Linked DNA regions of Zea mays: regions 1 and 3 are each linked to region 2. Evidence: chromatin contacts called from public Hi-C data. All regions are on one chromosome and are shown on one strand. Each heading gives the region's core, a stretch centred on a gene start, on an enhancer-like site or on the middle of the called end of the contact. The rest is flanking DNA. Distances are from core to core; before and after follow the strand shown.

Evidence for each region. Hi-C and Micro-C count contacts between places; a contact is called where the count stands out from the background.
Region 1: a contact with region 2 is called in a Hi-C map of ear, with 1.6 times the contacts expected there. The contact joins the promoter of LOC100192933 here to the promoter of LOC100274993 in region 2. A contact is called at or near these places in 2 of 25 Hi-C or Micro-C datasets (ear and endosperm).
Region 3: a Hi-C map of bundle sheath shows a contact between it and region 2, with 2.1 times the contacts expected there. The contact joins the promoter of LOC100191836 here to the promoter of LOC100274993 in region 2. A contact is called at or near these places in 3 of 25 Hi-C or Micro-C datasets (bundle sheath, ear and endosperm).

Annotation. Positions count from the first base shown.
Region 1 is chr5:41,292,299-41,296,832 of Zm-B73-REFERENCE-NAM-5.0, forward strand. LOC100192933 reads left to right here and starts at 3,077. Exons shown (of 11, transcript NM_001138115.1): 1 at 3,077-3,240; 2 at 3,376-3,519; 3 at 3,638-3,736; 4 at 3,817-3,922; 5 at 4,464-4,534. The coding sequence starts at 3,238.
Region 2 is chr5:40,949,657-40,954,060 of Zm-B73-REFERENCE-NAM-5.0, forward strand. It overlaps LOC100274993, which reads right to left and starts at 1,292. Exons shown (of 2, transcript NM_001149219.1): 1 at 952-1,292; 2 at 350-768. The coding sequence starts at 1,131. The coding sequence ends at 652.
Region 3 is chr5:41,312,314-41,316,756 of Zm-B73-REFERENCE-NAM-5.0, forward strand. It overlaps LOC100191836, which reads left to right and starts at 2,352. Exons shown (of 4, transcript NM_001137260.2): 1 at 2,352-2,884. The coding sequence starts at 2,624.

The DNA of each region.
Region 1 (4,534 bases), core at 1,827-4,326, 340 kb after region 2:
TGCAATGAATACCTCTAGACAAAAATGAGATATCAGTAAGGATCAAAGGAAAGCCAAATATAGCCGGTGAAGTACAAAATCTGACCGACAGAAGCGACGTGAAGACTAGCCAGGGAATGTCCATCAAATGTCCAATCAGTCGCAGAGCAAATAAATTGCACCACCTAACAAGATATGGGCGGATCACGAACTCGGCTGCAAAAGACAAAATACATGCTGACCTCTGAAGCATAATATTGATGACATAATGCTGACCTCTAAAGCATAATATGGGTGACATAATGCCAGCTTCTAAGGCATTCGAAAAAAGAAAAGATGACCCTCAGCAAAAAGACACGAAATGAAGACCTTCGAGTGGATTATCTTCAAAAATCCACTCGAAGCTCGGGGGCTACACCCATTGGGTGCACCTCCGGTGCACCCAATGAATCACCATTTCAAGAGAAGACAACACCAACTTCTAAGGCATAAGGCAAGATTGAAGACAAGATTGACCCTCAACCAAAATGCAAGTGGAAAATAAAAATTTCTGATGAAGACCTTCGAGTGGATTATTTTCCAAAATCCACTCGAAGCTCGAGGGCTACACCCATTGGGTGCACCTCCGGTGCACCCAATGAAGTTCAGGGTCCAGCAATATGAAATGCCGACCTCTAAGGCACAAGCATGAAACAAGGCTCCAGGTTACGAGTGATCAAAGCAGAAGGAGACAGTAAAAAATCATTTTTACCAGACTGCTTGGAAAGCATTTCTTATCATAAACAAAGATCGCAACCTGGACCTAGGATCTTTGGGCTGATTATCTTAAAGTCAGCCCGAAGATCGGGGGCTTGTGGGGGACAGATATCCCCCGGGTCCACTAGAAGGATAAAAGACCTCACGAAAGGCCCAAGAGCCCAATAAATCGTGAGGTCACTCCTTCATGGGCCTGGAAGAAACGACTAGTGAAGCAGATCGACATAAGGCCGGGTGGGCGCAAACCTGGACGGCCCCGCAGCGTTGAGCAAGTGACCGCAACAGAAGATCTGACTTCCCGCGCTGGAGCCTCGAACGACGTAACCAGGCGAGGATAAGTCGGCAGAATCATAGGAAGATAGACAAAAGCGGTTCACTATCTTTCAGGTGCACATTGTTATCATATTCATATGTATTGCCTCACGACCGAATATATAAGGCCTAGGGGGCACCCCTTCAGAACGATCGACCCCATTACTATTCAACCATCCACTTCAACTCTCTACACTTTAGAGAGCAACCTTGTAACCCATACGCAAAGCATACTCACCAGGACGTAGGGTATTACACATCTCCAAGCGGCCTGAACTTGTAAACATTGTCCATTGTTCCTCGTGCATCAGGCACGAACCATTTAGCTACAGTCGGCGACATCGTCCTACTCCTAAAACACCTTGAGGGGCAACCCCGGGTGTGCGGTCGGACCCAAAACACCGACAACAACCATTGTTCCCTTAGGGTTTTTATTAAAACATGAACTTGGTGGATATTATAGAAGAGATTTTTTATACCCCTAGATTCCGGGTGTTACAGCAGCGAAAATAGGCTGGGGAGGAGGGCGAGGGGCTCAGAGCTCTATGGTGGTGGTGGCTTCGATTTCTGGGGGCCTAAAGCAGACGGAGAGGAGAGAGAACAGGAGACTGAGGAGGGGAAGCGAGGCAAGGAAAAAGGAGAAGAAATGTTTTTTTGGCTTGCTATGTATTCCATCACTACTTTCTCTCTCTCGGCCCCACGCTGCAACGCACGGACACCCACCTATTTGTACATAAGTTATCGTAGTATTCTATGTTTCCGTTGCAACGCACGGACACCCACCTAGTTATATTTACTTTCCTTGTTCATCTATTACATCTTCATACTTTAATCAATTGAAAGATGAATATGAAGCTCGATTTAATTATGTTGCCTTGTTTTTTATATCTCGAAGGTATCAAAAGTGTGTGGCCAACACTTTTCTTATAACACATATTTTGTACATAAGTTATCATGTTATTATATATTTCTATTGTAACGCATGTGTATTCACCTAGTTAATATATATGTGCATTCCTCTACAAGTACTCTAGCCACAACCAGAGTGATGTATTTTAACAAGGGGTGGAAGGAAGGGGCAATGATGTCTTTTTTTTGGCTTAGAACTACGGTGGTGGCATGTTGGCATGCATGCATGGCTATCTACGACCGCAAATGGTAAATGTGTTGATGAACTCTTTATCTCGACAATTATATAAAGGATAAACTAAAAGTGGCTTAAAACATGTAAAAGTGGCTTAAAACATGTAATAGTTTGACTCGGCTCGCTGCGGCTCGGTCAAGTAACGAGTCGAGATCGACTCGACTCGCTTCTCTGACGAGCTTGAAAAGTTGGATTGTCTTGGCTCACGAGCCGCCTTACCGAGACAACGACCCTGACCATAAGCATGAAATCTCTCTTCAAAATATAATATAAAATCTCAAAAATAATTTAAGTAACACATTTTATATTATTAAAATAAATATAATATTATTATAATATAAAAAATAGGTTAATATAAAAAATAGTAAAAATTGGCTTGGTTCTTCATCTCTAGGAATCCGGTAAGGTACTTTTAGAATACCAATGTGTATAATAGATTAATATTATTAAATTTAAGTAAAAAAACTACGTTTTATGGAAATGTAAGAATGAAAGAGAAAGAAAGAATCCACAGTTTATTATCTTTATTTTTTATTTTATAAGAATACTATAGATTCTATTAATATATAGATTGAAATATTATACATATAATATAAAGAACGTAAGATAGATTGAATAAAGAAAAAAGGATAAACAAAAAGGGATAAAGGATCTATCGTTCTATGAATCGAGCCACCGAGTCGCTCTGGCTCGTCGAACTCGAGTTCTTTTCTTTTCGGCCCTAACCGACGGCGACCACACGAGACCCGAACGGTCACATTTAGCACACTCTCCAGCCGACCTGTGGGCCTCGTGCGTGTGCGTGGTGTAGACTGCTCAGCTGACCGGCCCGTGGTTTATATTGCCTCTCTGGCTCGCGTATTTTCCGGTACACCCATTTTCTCCTGCAAAGATTCTTTATAACCATTTTGACGGTGGTGAGCCCGAAGCCAGCGAAAACCATCAATCCCATTCCTCTCCTCCGCTAGTAGCCGCCAAATCGACGAGAAGGAGCCGAGGCCAGGCCTCCACCAAGTATCAGATTCCACGCCCTACGAATCATCGCAATGGTGAGTATTCGCCCGCGGCGGCCCCGTCGAGCTATGTGTGGCTTACTGCTCGCATAGCCTCTTCCGCCGTGGGCTTGGATTGACGGCCCGGTTGTTTGCTGAGGTGAGGTCCTGCTGTGTGTGTGTTTTGTGCAGACGAAGAAGCAGCGGAGGGAGGCGGGGGCGATGCGACGGCGAGACCGACACCACCATCACCGGCGGCAGCCGCGGGACGAGCGCTGCGTTTCCTGCACCACGTTTAACATCCTGGCGCCGATCTACAAGCGCATGGACAACGAGGTGGGTTGGATCTTGCTCTGCTTTCCCTTTTGACGGGGAATCTATTTAGTTAGTTTTGGTTTGGTAGAAAATTCTGGCTCGTAGTATATTGACGGTCGGTGTTTGGCATTGGGAGCAGAATTGCAGGGAGAGCCAGTACAGGGCCTACTGGTTCAGCCGCAACGAGAAGATTATTGACCGCCTTCTCGCTGATCACTCCTCCATCATCTGCCTTCAGGTGAGCTGAATCTAGCTATTATTCGGCTCTTTGATCATGTCTGGGATGTGAGCCATCAGTAAATATGATTCTTGTAACAGGAGGTATGGTTGGGGAACGACGAGCTGGTCGACATGTACCAGAAGCGTCTGGGAGACGCCAATTACATGCTCTTCAAGCTTGCACGCACCAACAATCGTGGAGACGGTGAGCCCTGATTACTCATTTAAGCTTGAGCCTGGAAGGATGAGGAAACAGATATTGTGCTGTGTTGTTGCTGCCACCGGCTGTTTGTGCAAACTGTTTTTTGTTTGTATTTTGAAGGTTCATACAAATATAAAATAATTTATTGATCTAGGAAATCCTGATCATAGGCTATAATAAGAGGTGACATTTCCGGGACTGTGCTTTTGAAGGGGACAATGGTAGGAATTCGACTTCGCCACTGTGTCCCCTTTTCGAAACCCAAAGTGAATTGATGTTGGGGTTGATGGTCTCTTTGTGTTGAATACCACTGTTGATGATGTCTAAAATGATTATCATTGTATTGTGACACCTATTTCCCTTTCCAGTGTGGATAATGGCTTTGCCAAATGCCTATGGTGTTGACATCTGTGGTGATTGTCAATTAGTATGGGATCTATGTTCTCTTCCTGAATGTTTTGAAAATGCACATAGACAGATTTGAATTTGATGCCATGTAATGCACCTTGGTGTTTTGTTTCCTTAAAGATGAATTTCTATGCAGGTCTTCTTACTGCTGTACATAGAAACTACTTCAACGTTTTGAATTATAGGGAACTGCTGTTCAATGACATC
Region 2 (4,404 bases), core at 42-2,541:
TATGACGCCTTAGGTAGGAAACCAAACAGGCTTTAAGACTAGGATGTGGATTTGGCAAGTTGCACCCAAATCAAAGTTAACCAAGATGCCATGTGAAAGGATGAACTCCAGCAATTCTCAAAAAAAAAAAAACGGTGTTGCATCCAACAGAATATATATATATATATATATATACTTGTGAAAAAGATGGTGCAAATAAAAAGGGGGGCACCGGGATACTCTGATGCACTACTAGAGAACTAGAAGTCCCTGAAATATGGGCCCCGTACGACGACATGGCCTGCGTGCCAGCGACTTCGAATTCCAATAATGCTTGTCCAAACAACCAAATCAGGGACGAAGAAATGTGTGACATTATAAATAAAGAAATAGAGTAGCGTTTGCTCAAATCGACATGCCGGGTATAATCTTAATCCTTCCCTCTCGCACAAACACAAACAAGCTAAAAAAGGAGAATGAATGGTCACGGACCACCGACATCAACAAGAGGACGAACAGCACAGCACCAAATGAAAAGGGGAAGCCTGAAATTGTTGTTCTAACAAAACTCGGTGGCCTAAGCGCCACCAGCAACAACGAATCGCCGAATCATGGCGGCGGGGAGATTACCACCGGAGCATAGGCAGCCAGGCGGATCGCGGGTCCGTCGCTTCAGCGGTGCGCCGTGACGAGCGTCTCGATGAAGCGCAGGCCATCGAATCGCGGCGCGAACCGCTGCCCGCGGCGACCGCCGCTATGGCTGTTGTCCCTCGACGCCGACGAGGATCCCTGTGGTGAAAAACAGGCGCGAACGGTACCAATTAGCCAACCCTGCTTCTATTTCCCCCCGATCTTTACTTGGAATGTAAATCGAGGCGGAATCGTTATCCCTCCTATATTATATATCGCGCCATACAAGACAGGGGAGGCCGGGAGGGGGACCCAGGAATCCTCGATCCGCGGGAGACGCACCTCAGGGACCTCGTCGTCGTGGTGCTGCCGGGAGAGCACCAGCCCGTCGCACCTGCCGACGGTCGCGGCAGGGGCCGGCGACGGAGCGGAGGCGTCGCAGTCGCAGGCGAGGAGCTCGGCGCCCGACGCCGCCGCCACGGTCGCCGCGGAAGCCACGGCGGCTGCCAGCCCCCACTTCATCTCTCCTCCCCCTTGCGGCGGTCGGCGGCGGCGCTTGTGGTCGGCGGCTGGCAGACTCCAAGGCGTGTGGTCGGCGGCTGGTCCACGCCGGCCTTACGTCGCAGGTCGAGGTGTGAACACGCGGGGAGCGCTTGCTTGCTGGCGACGAGTACGGGATGTGAAGGCCAGGGTTGGAGGAGCGGCGGCGTGGGGTCGCGTATATAGGGGAGGGAGCTAGCGTGGGCCCGGATTTGGCGCGCGGGTTTTAACCCGATTGGAATTTCTAGTCGGCGCTGTGGAGCCCACTGGTGGGTTCGCTCGATTCCAGTGGCGACCCGCCAGCGAGTGGAGGCAGGGGATGGATGGATGGATCGCGCGCGATTGGACGGCATCGATCGGGTCGTGTCCTCGTGTGAGTCAGTCGCTGGTGGTCCGTCAACGCCTCCACGCCGTGTACAATGGTCTCGTAGACGTGGCACTGCCATGAAACGGGGCAACCGGACGCCACTGTGCTGCGCGTGACCTATAGATTGGTACCTCAGCAGTAGGGACAGACGGGGCGAATCCAGCGCCAATTTTGCCGTGGTGCACCTTAATGGCTTTGGAAGCGATAAAACCAGAGATGGTTGTAGGGCTAAATTTCTATTTTTATTTAAAATTAAATATAAAGCGAAAATTTAATTCTCTAATCTATTCTGGTTTTATGGCTCCCAAACTAGTTCTTAATATTAGTTTCGGAGCCACAAGATGAGAGGAGATTAGAAGGGTTAAAATCTTCTTCTTATTTAAAAATATTTTGCTATTGAGAAAGGTGAACGTGGCGTCGCCCCTGGGGCTAGATATCGAGCTATCTCGGTTCGGCTCATCCAAGTTCGAGCTGCTCGTTAAGCTAACGAGCCACATAGTTGGCTCGGCTCGTTTAAGAGTTCGAGCTGGCTCGTTTAGTTGGCAAGCTAGAGCAGAAAAAAGGAATATGTATATAATAATCAATTTCTAATTAATTTTAAAATAAATTAATAATAGAAAATAGTAATTATACTAAGTTTTATAGACCATAACAATGTAACAACAAATTAACACAACTCATCAATTCATAATTCAGACACATGTTCACCAGTTTAACACATAGCTATATTCGCATACATCAACTTAACACATAGACATAGTCCATCAATTATTAGTTTAACTCATAGGCCATACACACGACACATACATATAATATGTCATCAATTGTTACATAAATGATATATATATAGTTTCGTTTTACTAAAATGTGATAGCTCGTTTAGCTCACGAGCTGGCTTATTAACGAACCGAGCTTGCTCGTTATCGACCCGAGCTAGAATAACAACTTAGCTCGTGAAAAAAATTCAAACAAGTCGATTCGAGCTGACCATGAACCGAGCGAACCGACGACCCACGAGCATTTCGTCCAGCCCTACCCAGCAGGCAAGGACAGGATACAGGCATAGAAAGTTGACTTGTGCAAGCAGGACAGCGCATGACTTGTATGGTCTTCATCTTTCATGACGGAACTAGATGAAATCTTGCAATGTGACTGTCCTGGCAAAACTTTTTTTAAGATGAGATCAAATTATGTATTGTGCGTCAGGCATATATGGTGTGAGGCAAGTCTACTTTTGAGTATTACTTTCAGTTTTACTTCAAGTATTACTTTACTTCTACTTCATGATTATTTTTGCGGTAGTCTAGGGACAATTTAATTTAAGGCTTAGGATTGTGTTAGTCTGTCGTTAAACAAGTCGTGTGGCTTGCTGGTGTTATAAGTCACACCTAGTCCTAGTTAACTACTAGGCTGCCTAGCTCTGACCCTCGCTATGGAGGAGCTTTAGTGTTGCTTCAACACTATTATAATGTGTCATCTATCCACGCAACTATGGTTGGTAGCCCCTCTTGGTGACAACAAGAGCGTGGCATGGGTATCCTGACCATGTCACTTGGTAGGCCCATAGGTGATAGCTGGCTTCGCTTCGAGGTTTTGTCTATCTACCCCTAGTAACCCTCGGAACCTATAGAATTTTGTTCGAAGAAAGTTCTCTCTCATATTTGATTATCCACACGTTAACCCAAATAATCCTTTGCAACACAGTAAAAATATAGTTTGGCTCTCTGAGTCCTCGTTGTCCTTTCAAGCAACTTTAACTAGTTACCGATCTTAGGGTCCCTATCTATTTCTTTCTCATACACCTAGTTTTCCATTGCAATTACCCCATATAAATTCTAGTGTGTATACTTTTCAAGTTTACAATCCATTTCAAGTTTGAGTTAGTTCACCTCTAGCTTGTCGTTTCGCTATAGAAAATACAATACCTAGAATACTCCAGGTGAAAGGATACATCGGTATCCATGCGCCGCTAGCATACTGCAACCATTCCAAGCACATAAATAGCTACAACATATGTAGAACAACCCAAAGATTTATGGTCAATTATTCTTATTGATACCTATAAATTATTATTGAATGGTTTATGGTCAATGTAAGCTTCTGCGTACTCCATAATTTAAGAAGTTCTTCGTGATATAAGAGAACCCATTTTAGAGACTTCATAGAACGATCACTCCATAAAGTTCCAAGAACATGTAATGAGTAAGATTGAGCTATAAAAGGGCAAATTCAAAGATATCTCATATTCCCACAGCTTCACACAAGCACCCAAATGTAATATGCTCAAGCAATACTACTGTCAGCACTACATTAGACTAGGGCTCTAGCCGAAACCAGTATAACTCGTTCGTCCCAGACCTACCTTTAAGCCCCCATAGCTCACCATTCGGAGTGAGTCCGGCTAACACCCCTATCGAACACAAAACTTATTATCCCCTGGTTTCAGAAACCACGACAACCACATTGTGAGTTTTTGCTTTTAATAATATTGCCCTTTAGGAGATCTTGAATGGATAAGAGAAGTCCCTTCTCCCGCTGACCCAGAAGAAACTGCAGGCAACCAAATTAGCTCAACTAAATCTTGAGCAAGAAAAGGAATACAATTCTGAGCTCATATATATGCTCAATACTTTGCTTGATGAGCTTGAGGCAAAAACATCTAAGTTGGAAGGTATGTAGCCGAGCTCTCCAATTTCTTCTGAGTCCTCTATCATTCCAATACTAGACTCTTGCCTGCAGCTTATAAGGCTAGTGGCATTACTCGTAAGGTAGCCAAAGCTCTCATTGCTGACAAGGCAAAGTTGGAAGGTTATGCGATGTCCATAAATTGCTCTAAAAATGCACAACAATAAATTAAATGTTAAATTTCGGCTAGATCGTGTGGGTCG
Region 3 (4,443 bases), core at 1,102-3,601, 360 kb after region 2:
GTGTCTGTGTGGACCGTACTGCCGTGTGCGGTCTGCTCTGTCTTAGTGCCGATGTGGAACTTCAACTTGGGCTGGGAATTTCGGTAAATTCCGAATTTTAAATTCGGTAAATCCGACCCAAAACGTTAACCGAAGAAAACGGTCGGTAGAGGACTGTACCGATTTCAATACCAATTCCGATCTAAAATTCCGATGATCGATTCCGATTCCGAGAAATACCGAAACCGACGATTCCGATCAGAAAAATCAGAACCGGTTTCCGAAATTCCGAAAAATTCTAAAACCGTTTTCATCCCTACGAACAACGCCTGAAGTGGAGATTTTGTAGATCAATGTGGTCGACTGGAGAGCCGATATCCTCAACTACTTGAGGGATCCAACTCAGAGGGCAAGCAAGCAAATAAGTTACCAGGGCCTTACACTAGTACAAAAAGGCTCAAAGCCTGCGGCACCCATATATTTTTACAGACGGATCCAGTTATCCACCGACTGTGCTATTTCTAGTGGCGGTTCTTTAAGAAAACCGCCACTAGAAATCATATTTCTAGTGGCGGTTCCTTAAGAAAACCGCCAGTAGAAATCCATGATTTGTAGTGGCGGTTTTCTTAAGGAATCGCCAGTAGAAATACGATTTCTAGTGGCGGTTTTCTTAAGGAACCGCCACTAGAAATCATTTTTATCCTTAATTTTTCGAGTTTTTCAAACGACCTCGTATGATAAAACCACTAAAATAAAAGTTGTAGATCTCTAAAAGTTATGAAACTTTGTAGTTGACAACTTTTTTATTTGAACTCATTTCGGTTCTCAAAAATTGAATCTAAGTATGGCAAATTTAAAATTCAAATTTTGCAAACTAACTCGGATGAAAAAAGTGTCAAAATAAAAGTTGTAGAACTTCAAAAGTTATTTATCTTTGTAGTTGACAACTTTTTTATTTGAATTCGTTTAGGGTCTCAAATAAGCAATTTACACTCAAATGGTTGTAATATGTGGAGAAAACAACTACAAACTAGACACAAGTCATGTCATAGACGGAGTGGTAGTGGAGGGTACGCGCGAGGGTGAGGTCTACGGTTCGATTCCTCACAACCGCGTAGGCGGGTGGGGTGGGCCTAATACAAATAAATTTTTTTACTATTTTTAGAATCTGTTTTATGTTTTCTGGAAACGATTTGCACTGGCGGTTTTATTACGTCGACCGCCAGTGAAAATCGATTTTCACTGGCGGTTTTATTACGTCGACCACCAGTGAAAATCGATTTTCACTGGCGGTCTTCAGTTACCCGCCTGTAAAAATGGTGATTTCTACTGACCTCTAGCACTGGCGGTTACGAAAAACGTCACTGTAAATATGTTTAGGACCGTCAGTATAGAGCTTATCTGTACTAGTGTTAAGAACATGGTCACCGACGACGAAATGTATTATTATACCCTTGAAGTAGTACTAGTGCAAATGCTTGGGCCTAGGCTTTAGAGCTGATGCACAATGTGCATGAAGGCACATGCGACACTGTATTAATTAGGAGCTCGCCGACACACACCAAGGCTCACTAGATAAAGTGGTTAATTAGGAGGTCCGATTACTATTGGCCGACACTTCTGCTAGAAGATTTATGTCTACGAGAAGGTCGTCGCCGAGTGTGAGTGCGAGCACGACCTAAACGTCGAGACCCTCTCTGACCCCACGGTCGTGCGAGTAACGATAATCTTTGCCAAAGTAGGTATGGAAAAGCGCGTTAAGGTGCTAGTAGTGTACGGGTGTACAATATCTGAAGATCGTTTTACGGCATTATTCTCACAACTCCATGTTCTTCATCTATATATCATGATATATTTTTATTCTTGACGTAAAAAATGTTATACAAAAATAAATAAATAACTCTACACCCCTGCTACACATCGCAGAAAGCACGTCCAATATCTCACCAAGCATCTAGGACGTGTCCCTTGATCCGCGCGCATGAGGCCACGCGAGACACACAAGTACTATTGGCTTTTAGGGGATGCATGCTGTGGTTCTCGTCGCCAACTCGAACACGCAACGTGGACAAAAAGTCTCTGAATATAAGATAACGCTTGCGTCGTCTGGAGGCGCCACGCAGCATCTAGACGCGTCCCATGCACGCTTCAGCAGTTGCATGCCCCTCCCCCAGGCCAGGTGGACACAATACACGAACACATCGCATCCAAACTCACACACACTGAAGCAGAAGATGACGACGAACTATAAAAAACAAGCAGGACCACGCCACCAGAAGCCCAAATACACAAGAACACATCGCCTATCCAGTATCCACCGACCTAGCTCATCGCGACCAAAGAAAAGGACACAGCAACTCAGCAAGACCCCCATCTTCCATAGCTCTAGCTACTAGCTACTAGTTTCAGGCCTGCGGCTCGTGAACACCTCATCTTTTTAGCCACTTTTGCCACCACCGACGACGACCGATCGATCAGCTAGCAGCTAGGCCATCCCGCGCGCGTCACGAGGAACCCACGGCCGGCGTCGCCATTGTTGTCGCTGTAACTTGCAAGCTTTCCCTAGCATCGGCCCTTTTCCCCTTCCTTTTCCCTCGCTCGTCCTCGTGCTAGCTGTGTATAAAAGCGCGTCGCTAGCGCGCTCATGGAGCAGCAGCAGCATCAGGAGGTGAGGAGGAACAGGAAAGGCGTGCTGCAGGTGCAGGACGGCTCTGAGATCCGGGCTCTCGTGGAGAACAAGGCGGAGTTCGCTAGGTTCGTCGACGACAGGTTCCGGAAGCTCGACGCCGATGGCGACGGGAGGCTGTCGGTGAAAGAGCTCCAGCCGGCCGTCGCTGACATCGGTGCCGCCATCGGGCTGCCGGCCAGAGGGTCGTCGCCGCAGGCGGACCACATCTACGCGGAGGTACGTACACATATACGAGAATACAGTGATTCTAGCTTCTCGTAAACTCCGTTCTAGCTTCTCGTACACATATATCTTAAAATAGTGTTTTGCTTTAGGCTGTAGCCGACCAAAAACAATGTTTCGTATGTAGACTGTATTTATTTAAGGAGGTGTTTTGTTTTTAGAGACTAATTTTTAGTTTATCTATTTTATTCGATTCTAGTCTCTAAATTTCTAAATTATTAAATACGGAAGCTAAAACAGAAATTCTATTTCAATCAATAGAGGTAGAACTTTGTCTCTATTAACAATTAATTGAGAGAGGTGGGCATTTGCTTTGTGTCTGCACGTTACACTTACACAGAAGCTATCTTCAATAACAGCGGTTGTGAACCTATTTTCGCTGGCGTTTCTTAGAACCGCTAGTGCTAGAGATCGGTAGAAATCATCATTTTTGCAGCGGGTAATTGAGGACGATTTCCACAATAAAAATCGATTTCCGCTAGTGACTAGAAACATAAAACAGGTTTTAAAAACAAAAAAAAATTATTTAAGGACAGGCCTTTGGTCCGTCGAAGTCACCCCTAACCTCACCTTTGTGTGTACCATCCTCTACCACTTCGTCTATAACATGATTTCTATTTAGTTTGTAGTTTTGTTGTTCATATATTACAACAAACTGAGTATAAATTGTTTGTTTGAGACTGTAAATAAATTTAATAAAAAAGTTGTCAACTATAAAGTTGAATAACTTTTAAAGTTCTACAATTTTCATTTTGACACTTTTTTATCAGAAGTTGTTTGCAAAATTTGAATTTTAAATTTGACAAATTTAGATTCAATTTTTGAGAGTCGAAATGATTTCTAATAAAAAAGTTGCCAGCTACAAAGTTTTATAGCTTTTAGAGATATACAACTTTTATTTTGGTGGTTTCACATACGAGGTTGTTTGGAAAACTCGAAAAATTAAGGATAAAACTAATTTCTAGTGGTTGTTTCTTAAAAAACGTCAATAGAAATCGTATTTCTACCGGCGGGTTTTTAAGAAAACCATTTTTAATGGCGATTTTTAAAGAACTGCCGCTAAAAATAGTACAGTCGGTTGATAACCGAATCCGTCTGTAAAAATATACTGTAACGCAGATTTTGAGCCCTTTTCTACTAGTGTAATCAGGGTCTGTCTTTAAAGTCTTTAATATTGCTTGCGATCCAAAACTATTTGATGGTATGTATTATAGAATTTCAATTGTTTGCAAAAGTAAGAAACAAAAGTAGATGTCAAAATTGACAATTATATACAAACCACATAATTATTGTAAAATTCAACCGTATCATGACCAAGACCAAGTGCGCGCACTTATTCCTTGTCACATACATCAATTTGCTAATGAGATACAAACTAAGGGCTCCTAACATCTCTAGAAGCGATCGGTAAACATCAACACATTTAGCTTCCTAAGGGCCAGTTTGGTAACTCTATTTTTCTAAAGAATTCTATTTTTCTAAGTTCGTTAAAAAATGAAATCCTTTTTAAAAGTAATGTTGCCAAACTAGCCCTAGAGGATGATAATGCATGC